Linked DNA regions of Danio rerio: region 1 is linked to region 2. Evidence: chromatin contacts called from public HiCAR-type data. All regions are on one chromosome and are shown on one strand. The core of a region is the stretch at or near the end of the contact, and the rest is flanking DNA. Distances in the headings are between cores, read along the strand shown. Region 1 holds the start of hadh (hydroxyacyl-CoA dehydrogenase). Region 2 holds the start of tsga10 (testis specific, 10).

Region 1 (5,042 bases), core at 368-2,867, 270 kb after region 2:
CCAGTGGAAAAAAAACACTTGGCATAAATGTCCTGAAAAATGCTGGCAATGTTTAGGTTTCCACTTAAAGGCACGGTTAACATGATTTTTATTTGCTCAATTTCTTCCCTCAAGTGGTTCCAAGCTGCTTTTCTTGTTAAACACAAGTGAAGATATTTTGAAGAAAGCTGCAAACCACCAGTAACCACCATTGACTTACATAGTTGCAGATTAATGCTTGCTGGTTAAGGTGCATAATGGTTGCAGGGTTTTACCATTTTTCAAAACCTCTTCTTTTGTGCTTTAGAAAGAGCGTCAAAGAGGTAAATGGTGAGGCATTGATGACCATTTTCATTTATGGGTGAAATATCCATTAAATTACTCCAGGTAGTTCTTCTTATGATAAAGCAACTTTGTTTGTATTAATTTTAAACAGTTTTCTTGCTTAAAAAAAATGAACTAGCCCATTTGCTTTATTATTAATAATAATAATAATAATAATAATAATAAATAATAAATCTGAATCAGATATAAAATGAAAATCAAGATTGGTGCTATTAAAACTAAACTTTAAACATTTCACATTGCACAGATTTGGTAGATGTCAGCGAGTACAAAAACAGATAGATTGTTAATCAGTATTAAAATCATTGGTGCAAAGCTGGTTTTAGACTTTCTCCTTAATAGTATAATTTCAGAAAAGTATTATTTGCAAATCCTAAACATTAGCAGCCAATGACTATCAAAGTAAAACACTATTCACAGTAAAATAAATGGTGCCAATGTTGTTTTGAAGACATACTTGCATGTGATTTTAGACCGAAAACTCAAAGTAGCGTGGTTAACAATAGTTTCACAAGTTTACACTGTCCAGAAATAAATGAATGTGCGAATGAAAAACCATCTATATCTCTATATTTTAACCATACTGTATAAAGAAGAGGATGTTCAAATGTATCCCCAAGGCATTTACTTTCCTGCAGAGTATAGCTGTTATCCCGTATCAAACACACCTGAGCAGAGTAAACAATGACTTGGATCAATAGAAAGATCACAGAGAAGCTAGCTTGATCAGATCCAAACTCTGCAGGCCATTGAAACCTTCAGGACAAGAAAGAAATCCTGATAGAAAGATGCAGGAATTATGGTAAATGAAACTATTTTACTATTTATTTAAAGCAGTATGCATTATTACTACACTCCGTGTTTTTATGAACTTGGACCTTTAATGTGTGCTGGGTAAGTGGGTGAAAGGTCACTTGGTTAAGTTTGCAGACATTGTCAACGTATCTTTAATATGCAACATATTACACAACATCATAGACATAAATTCATAATTGTCATTGCATTGGATATACTGTACATGCATCATAAAACTAATAGAAAGTGAACTTATTGAGTGATAGCATTAGCTTGTAGCCTGGCTAGCCAGTTCGCTAACGTTAGATCTCTGCCGCTGAATGCAGTTGCCGTGTTTCGTTTACGATAACTTACTTGTGCAATACCAGCGCCCATCAGCCCACCTCCAATAACCGTGACATGTTTAATAGTATGATGTAAAGCTTGTGAAGATGAGAAGCTTCTGCTGAACTGCCGAGTAACGAAAGCCATGGCCAGTGTTTCACTTCGTCAGGCCAGCCGCCAGTTCAAAATGAACTGTCATTCTAGCCGCCCAGGTACTTTTGTAGTCGCTCATACACTGCGAATTTCGGTAGAGCGCTAAAAACTTAACTGAACACAAATACTGTTGCTGCTAACGCATGTTTTTTTAATGATAAATCGGCTTCTATCACGGTCTGATGATAAAAAATTTAATCACAACGAACTGAATAATAAATTAATGCAACTAAAAAAAATGTAAGGCTGCTTTATTCGTGTTTACAAAATAAAAGCCCTTCAAATCTCACTGACGCCACTACTTTGTCAGTGTTCAAAAATATTTAAAGGGGTCTCTTATCTTATAATTTCATATCAGATTCACATAATTCTTGATCATTAGATCGTGGTGATAGAAGCCGATCTATCATGACAATCATGCGTTAGCAGGCAGCAAATGTATTTGTGTTCAGTTTTTAGCTCTCTACCGTAATACGCAGTGTATGAGCGACCGCTAAAATATCTTGGCGGCTAGAATGACATTCCATTCCGTACTGGCGACTGGCCTAACCGCAGTAATCCGATGACAGATGCGCGTGCACAATCCTCTGCTAGAGCGCGTGCTCGAGAAGCAAAGGTGGAAAACATTTACATTTACATTTAGTCATTCAACAGACGCTTTTATCCAAAGCGACTTACAAATGAGGACAAGGAAGCAATTTACACAACTATAAGAGCAACAATCAATAAGTGCTGCAGGCAAGTTTCAGGTGTGTAAAGTCTAAGAAGGAAAGCATTAGTTTTCTTTTTTTTTTGTAATTAGTTGAGGAGTCAGAGAGGTAGTTGCATATTAGTAAGGAAAGTGGAGACTAAAAAGTTGAAAATAGCATTATATGGAAGCTCGTTCCCGCCACTGAAAAGAGTTATTGCTTGAAGCAAACTCGTAATTCAGATTTTCTGAAATTCTGAATTTGTGACTTAATTCTGAGAAATAAAGATGAAATTCTGAAAAATAAAGTCAGAATTATGAGATTTAATGTTGCAATTTCAAGTTATAAATTCAGAATTTTGACGTTATATATTACAAATCTGAGAAATTTTATATTTCATGACTTTATCATGCAATTGTGAGAAAAAGTCGGAATTCTGAGATAAAAAGTCATAATTGCGAGTTATATAAAGGAGTTTCCTGTTATGGAGACTTTTTGATCAGAATTTTTGACTTTATTAAGAATTCTGAATTTATATCTCGCAATTTCGAGTATACATCTCACAATTCTGAGAAAAAAAGTCAGAATTAGGTGATGCAAACTTACAATTCTGACTTTTCACAATAAATATAACTTTAAAGCCACAATACCTTTTTTTCCATTGGTGGGATTGACCTTCACAGAGACAGCATGCATTTTAAAGTGACATTTCTGATCTAAAGGAATGGTTCACCCCCCAAAAATAATAAAATGAAGTACTCACTTTTTACCAAGTGGTTATAAACATTAGAGTTTCTTTCTACTGTCTAACACAAAAGAAGATATTTTGAGGAGAGCTGAAAACCTTTAATCACCATTGACTTCCATAGTAGGAAAAACAAATGCTATAAGTCAATGGTTACAGGTTTTCAGCATTCTTCAAATTATCTTTTTGAGTATTTAACAGAAAAAAAAGGTTTAAAATAAGTGAAGAGAGTAAATAATAACATTTCAGATTTGTGATGAACTATCCCTTTAAATCTGATAGTAATCTAAGAAATTATGTAAACATAAATTTTATCATTATAATAATGATCTAACAAACAGTAAAATGTCAAACCTTTTTCAATATTTAGATAACTACCGTACACCCCATTGTAGCACACCTAATTTCCACCTGAATTAATATACTTTTGCTAATAAATATAAAAGCATGTAGTTGTTTTTCAAGAAGCCAAACCAAGATGCCACTTCTGAATATAAAATGTGACAAAATCAGACAAATATGGCTTTCCAGCAGAATATTTTATTATGCATCATTTATTTTTATTGTGCATTCAAGCAGTATTTTAAAGTCAGATAATAGAAAAAGTGCGAAAATACTGTGCATATAGGACACGTGAAATTCTAGATATGAAAATAGCTTCAGCAAGACAAAGCTGGTCATTTTATTCCAAAAATTATTGATATTTGACACAGCCAAATGACATCAGAAATAATATGAAATATCTGAAATGACTCTTCCCGGAAATGTTCATGACTTTGAGTCAGAAAAAAAGAGTTATTCTGAAATAATAATAGAAACTTCAGGCACAGGACCGTTTTCAAGCCCATAGTTTAACATTCAAAAATAGTTTTATTATAATACTAAACCGTGCAATAGTTCGCATTTGAAATAATTTTCTGCTGTCATTCCACAAAATAATAGTGTTAACAGTCTGATAGTAGTACAGTAGTCAATAATCAGTCTCAAAAATGATGTGTTATTAGATTGAAAGAGTTCAAATACTTCGGTAAAAAATACCTGCTAATTAACATTTGTCTGTAGTTTGCTATCCCTGGATGTTTAATAACACTTAAAAATTGCATTAAGGGACCTTGATCTCTGCAAAAAAATGAGTTTAAATAGACTATTAACAAACATTCCTGTAGCCCCAAAAGGTCAAGCTGTAGGTGAATTGAATACACTGAATTAGCCGTAGTGTATGAGTGAGTGTGAATGTGATTGGGTGTTTTCCTGTCCTGGGAAACGAACATTCAGCATATTTCTGCATATATTCTGTGAAGAAATGGCAAAAAACGAGCATATTCTGCTCATTACCTTGTTTTTTCATGATCAATATAGACGTTAGAGGTTAGGCAATATCTGAACAATAAAAATAGATAGTGTTTATTTTAACTGCACAAACCAGAACAAATCCAGCACAACTGAATGACACCAGTTTGGTGAGATTTTGAGGAAATGGGGCGGAAAGTGACGTCATGGCTCATGAAATATTGTGGTTATATCTAAACGAGGAAAATAAATACAGTGGTTGTTTTAACGGGACAAAACCAGCACAAATCAAGCACAAAGGAATGACACCTGTTTTGTGCTGATTTAGAGGATATGGGATGGAGAGTCACGTCACGGCTCCCAAAATATTTTGGTTATATCTAAATGAGGAAAATAGATACAGTATTTGTTTTAATGAGACAAACCAGCACAAATCGAGCACAAAGGAATGACACCAGTTTTGTGTCATTTAGAAAACCTGGGGTGGAGAGTGACGTCACGGCCCACGAAACATTTTGGTTATATCTAAACATCGGAAACAGATAAAGTGTTTGTTTTATGGCCACAAAGCAAGATGATCTGACAGTTCGTGGATCTGTTAATCTTGATAACTGATCTACAGCTAATTTGGTTCTTCAAACAAGTTTGCGAATCAGATTAAAAATGTCAGGATGAACTGATCTGAGATCGCTTCGAGCGTTGTGAAGGACAGATCTATCCAT
Region 2 (5,240 bases), core at 553-3,052:
CAGGCTTATGTTAAATGTAACTTTTTTCGTGTTAATGACTTTTCGAGCTTAGTATTGCATTGAAGCAAGCCACATTTAGGGCAGGCTGTGCCTTGTAACTGACGTTATTATCAATATTCTCTAAAATAGCAAAATACTTCATAAGTTTGACCTCATATTCTTGTTAATAACTGATTTTTATTGTTATATCGTGCAACCGTAGTATTTGAGTTGCCATGACAACCTCTGTCGCCTTTTGAAGTTTATTTAATTAATTTTGCTTGTATTGAAAATATTTTATTGCAAGTTTTCTAGAAACTTATGTTAACATTTTAAATATGCACCAATTTGCCTAATTTTTTACACAAAATGTCTGAATATTGGAGAAAGTGATATAGGTTATTTGACATCAGCATCAGATTGTTTACTTAAGGTATTATATTGTATATAATCAGGCATATTATTTATGATTTTTTAATCTCAAATTTACAGTATAAACGAGTCTTCATAGTCCATAGGATAAAATAATATGTTAGCTATAATAAAGGATAGGCAGTATCCCTGATACGTCTATTTCAGATACGTATTTCAAATACAAAATAGTATTTTGAAATTTGAAAAAGGTCGCTGGTTCGAGCCTCAGCTGGGTCAGTTGGCATTTCTCTGTGGAGTTTGCATGTTCTCCCTGTGTTGGATGGACCTTCACAAGTCCAAAGACATGTAAATTGGGTATGCTAAAATTGACCGTAGTGTTATGTGTGTGAATGAGTGTGTATGGATGTTTCCCCAGTGATGAGTTGCAGCTGGAAGGGCATCCGCTGTGTAAAACATATGATGGATAAATTGGCGGTTCATTTCGCTGTGGCGACCGCAGATTGGTGAAGGGACTATGCCGAAAAGAAAATGAATGAATGAATATTTTGTAATTTGTATTTGATAGAGATATAAGACGCAATGAAGAGATCAACTATATTCTAACTTATTATCTACATTGCATGGTTTTTACATAAAGAGATCATCTTTAAGACAGGACAAAATTTATGCTAAAATGAAAGAGAAAGTTTGTTTAATGGTGAAGGGATTGATCAAATATGCCCGTTGATGGAAGGTTTGTGAAGAAATGTCATGCTCCCTTGTAAAAGTATTTTTTATTTTCAAAATACAAAGATACAGTATTTTATTTTGATACATTTGTTGCTGCTGTATTTTGTTGTTTATTTTGATACTTGTAAAACTGAGGTATTTTATTTTAAAATACATTTCAATGTATTTTTGCCTATCCCTGGCTATAATAATATACAGGAAGATATATATTAAAAGTGTATGCCAATTCTTTCACTGTACATAGTGTAAATCTACAGCTAAAGTTTTCTATATTTACATAGCTAAGCATTTTTAATATCTTGTAGTTTGTTCAAATTTTCTATAGTTATATTTTCTATAGCTAAAGCCTGTCTGTATTTAATTTTTTCTTTTATTTCAGAATTTATTTCTTGTTTATAATCTAGTTCATGGGCAGTTGTATAAGCATTTCACTGCATGTGCATGACTGTATGTGAAAAATAAAATATGAATTTGAAAATTTCAAGTTGTAGTAACATTTTTGATCCAACAGGGGGCAGCAGAAACCGTCAAAACTGGGTCAGAGAGCCTGTGGTGATAACCCTGGTAGCTGTTGCTTTATGCTATAAACGCTAGGTTAATCTTTTAAAGTAGGTGTCTCATATGTATCTGTAATTTTCTTTACATCTGTATGTATGGATGTATTTTTATTCATTCCATGTCTGTTTCACAATATTCTGATTTAGGAGGAACTGTAAGAGATGTTGAGGCCTCGTCGCTCCACCAGCCCTGTCAAAGGGGCATCGACTCACCGCAGTCCTGTCAGACACTCACCTGTTAAAGTACTATGAACAGAAATTTTTAAAACTTAATTTGCAAAAAAATAAATATTTGTTTTCTTGATATATTTTTCTGAATTGTGGAGTGATTAAAATATTTCCACCAATATGTTAAAATAAAAAAAATTAAAAAAAAATAAACATGAATTCTGACTTGACTTCAGATTTGTGTTCCAGAAATGTATGTATTTAAACATTTTAAACACTTGTAATACAAAAAAGATGTTTGCAATTCTGAATGTAATATATCAACTAGGGAAATAGGACGTTAGCTATTCGTTTTTATAATCCTATTCTCCTGCAGTGCCTTGTCTTAATACTAACTCCTTTATTCTTTTAATGCTGAGTCGACTTTCTGTTTTATTTAAGGGCGGCTCATTTGATTCAGAGCTGATGAGGGTGTTACGAGAAAGAGATGAGCTGCAGAACATGCTGGACAAACATGAGCGGCATCTCTCAGAGACCCAGGCCAATGTTAAAGTGCTCACAGCTGAACGTGACAAGACCCGAATGCACTACCAGCAGGTAGATTAACTATTATTATTATTGTAAAAATTATTATTATTAATCAAATTAAATTAAATGTATGTGTAAATTTAGGATTTGAAACACACACAAACATTATAAAACAGAGCAAAAAGTTCACATACTTGACACTGACACTGAGGTACTGAATATGAATTGAAATAGTATCAGATGTCCAGTTCGATTTTGATTTGCAAATATTAAATCTGATTTGATTCTCTAAAAGGAATGAAAGAATGTTTATTTAATGTTTTATACTATTTTGGTATCACTTTATTTTGATCCATTGGTTACATTTGGTTATATTGCATCTACATGGCAACTAATTCTCATTAGATTATAAGTAGACTATTAGGTTGGGGTTCGGTTTAGGGTTAGGGTTATTGTAAGTTGATATGTACTTGCAAAGTTATATATAGTCAGTTAAACGTCAGTATTAACAGATTTTAGCAGACAGTCAAATGAGAAGTAATTGGCATGTAGTTGCAATGCAACTTTTAGTCATGCACAAATTGCAAATAGGGACCATCAAAATAAAGTCTTACTGAATATGAACTTAATATTTTATACTATTATGTACTACAATCACAATTAAATCTATAAAACTATATATTTCACATATATTTATTACATATCAGGGTTTAACACTAAGGATTTTTCCTACTGGCCCGTTTGGACCAGTGGCTCAGATTTTTACTTGCCCTGTCAAAATTTTTACGGGCCACACCAAAACAACAACAAAAAAAAAAGGTAATTGCTTTTTCTTAGCCACATATATTAAAAATGTGTCACAAAATATTGTCTGTTAATCTAGAATTTAAATATTTTAAAAATGTTAAAATATTTAGCAGTAAAATATAGTGTGGAAAATGTGCAGGTATTTTATTGCAAAACAAAAGGTGGCTGACTTAAAAGTGACGGCAAATCGTAAGTAAAACATCACTTCATTTTTTTCATCATGTTGTACCCATCTAAATGTTTCCACAACGTTAAAAGCTGACGTTTTCTTTTAGCTTCATAATTTGATATTGTGATTATGTTGCTGTCTATTAAAATTTAGTGACGAGGCAGCACTGCACCAATCGGGCCAGTAACGATTCCATCTACTGTCCCGAGGACCTCTTACGCTGGCCCTGGGCCATCGGGCAGTCCTTATTGATGAGCCCTGCATATTAAATTGCATTTCTGTCAATTAATTATAGTAATACCACCCCCTCTATATTTTGTCTACAAAGAGTTGCAAAAAATGCCAAAACATTCATTCATTTTCTTTTCGGCTTAGTCCCTTTATTAATCTGGGGTTGCTACAGCAGAACGAACCACCAACTTATCCAGCATATGTTTTACGCAGCGGATGCCCTTTCATCCTACGGTCAATGTTAGCATACCCAAAAATGCTAAAACATAATAAAAAAAGAATCATTCTTCTTCGGTTTCTGTGTTTAAGTTCAGTGTTTTCACTTTTATGGCAAATAATTGGTTCCCTTACTGTGAAATAACTGAAAATAAAAATAGGAGGCTGAGAAAAAGGCTCTTATTAGATAACAATTTCTTGAAAGTCTCATTTTGTTTAGTTTGGCTGGAATAAAATTAAATTTTTATTAAAAACTATTTTAGAGTTAAAGTAATTAACCTAGTTATGCACTTTACACTAGTATCTTGGAAAATAAGTCATGTCATCATGACAAAGACTAATGAAACCATGTATTCATTCATTTTCCTTCAGCTTAATCCTTTTATAGCACCATTTTTTACGCCACCATTTTTGGTCTGAAAGGTTCCTTAACCATTTACTTGCAAAATATCACATCTATAATTGCAAATTCTCCAATAATAAAGGTATTTTTATGGTATCCATAAAATAATTGCAACAATATTTTGAAACACTCTCTGGTTCAGGTAACACTAGCCTTGGAAAACATGATCTTGTCATCCCCTATTTAAAAATCCCCTGTTACATCAGTACCTCATTTTGAATTGCTTACACTCTTTGTATCTTATTTGTATTTTGTGCTTTATTTTAGATACACTCAATGGCCACTTTATAAGGTACACCTTACTAGTACTCGGTTGGACCCCCTTTAAATCCTTTGTGGTATAGATTCAACAAGGTATTGGAAATATTCCTCAGAGATTTTGGTCCATATTGACATGATAGCATTATACAGTTGCTGCAGATTGAATTTCCCATTCTATCACCCAAAGGTGCTCTGTTGCATTGAGTTCTGGTGACTGTGGAGACCGTTTGAATACAGTAAACTCATTGTCATGTTCAAGAAACCAGTCTGAGATGATTCACGCTTTATGACATGGTGCGTTATCCTGCTGGAAGTAGCCATCAGAAGATGGGTACACTGTGGTCATAAAGGGATGGACATGGTCAGCAACAATTCTCAGGTGGGGTGTGGAGTTGACACAATATTCTATTGGTACCTCTGGGCACAAAGTGTGCCAAGAAAATATCCACCACACCATTACACCACCACCAGCCTGAACTATTGATACAAGGCAGGATGGATCCATGCTTTCATGTTGTTGATGCCAAATTCTGACCCTACCATTCAATAACACTGCAGATATAGAGACTCATCAGACCAGGCAACATTTTCCCAATCTTCGATTGACCAATTTTGGTCAGCCTGTGTGAATTGTAGCCTCAGTTTTCTGTTCTTAGCTTAGAGGAGTGGCACCCGGTGTGGTCTTCTGCTGCTGTAGCCCATCCGCCTCAAGGTTGGATGTGTTGTGCATTCAGAGATGCTCTTCTGCAAACCTAGGTTGTAAAGAGCGTTTTTTATTGAGTTACTGATGCCTTCCTATCAGCTGGAACCAGTCTGG

Evidence for each region. HiCAR-type assays count read pairs that join an accessible place to other places.
Region 1: a HiCAR-type map of caudal fin shows a contact between it and region 2, with 6 times the contacts expected there. The contact joins the promoter of hadh here to the promoter of tsga10 in region 2. A contact is called at or near these places in 5 of 18 Hi-C or Micro-C datasets (caudal fin, embryo, hematopoietic stem cells and 1 more) and 3 of 4 datasets of contacts at active chromatin or transcription factors (caudal fin, embryo and gastrula embryo).

The regions. Positions count from the first base shown.
Region 1 is chr1:53,231,843-53,236,884 of GRCz12tu, forward strand. It overlaps hadh (hydroxyacyl-CoA dehydrogenase), which reads right to left and starts at 1,618. Exons shown (of 8, transcript NM_001003515.1): 1 at 1,474-1,618. The coding sequence starts at 1,590. It also overlaps a transcript of gstcd not described here.
Region 2 is chr1:52,964,522-52,969,761 of GRCz12tu, forward strand. tsga10 (testis specific, 10) reads left to right here and starts at 1,803. Exons shown (of 16, transcript NM_001077289.2): 1 at 1,803-1,883; 2 at 2,250-2,405. The coding sequence starts at 1,803.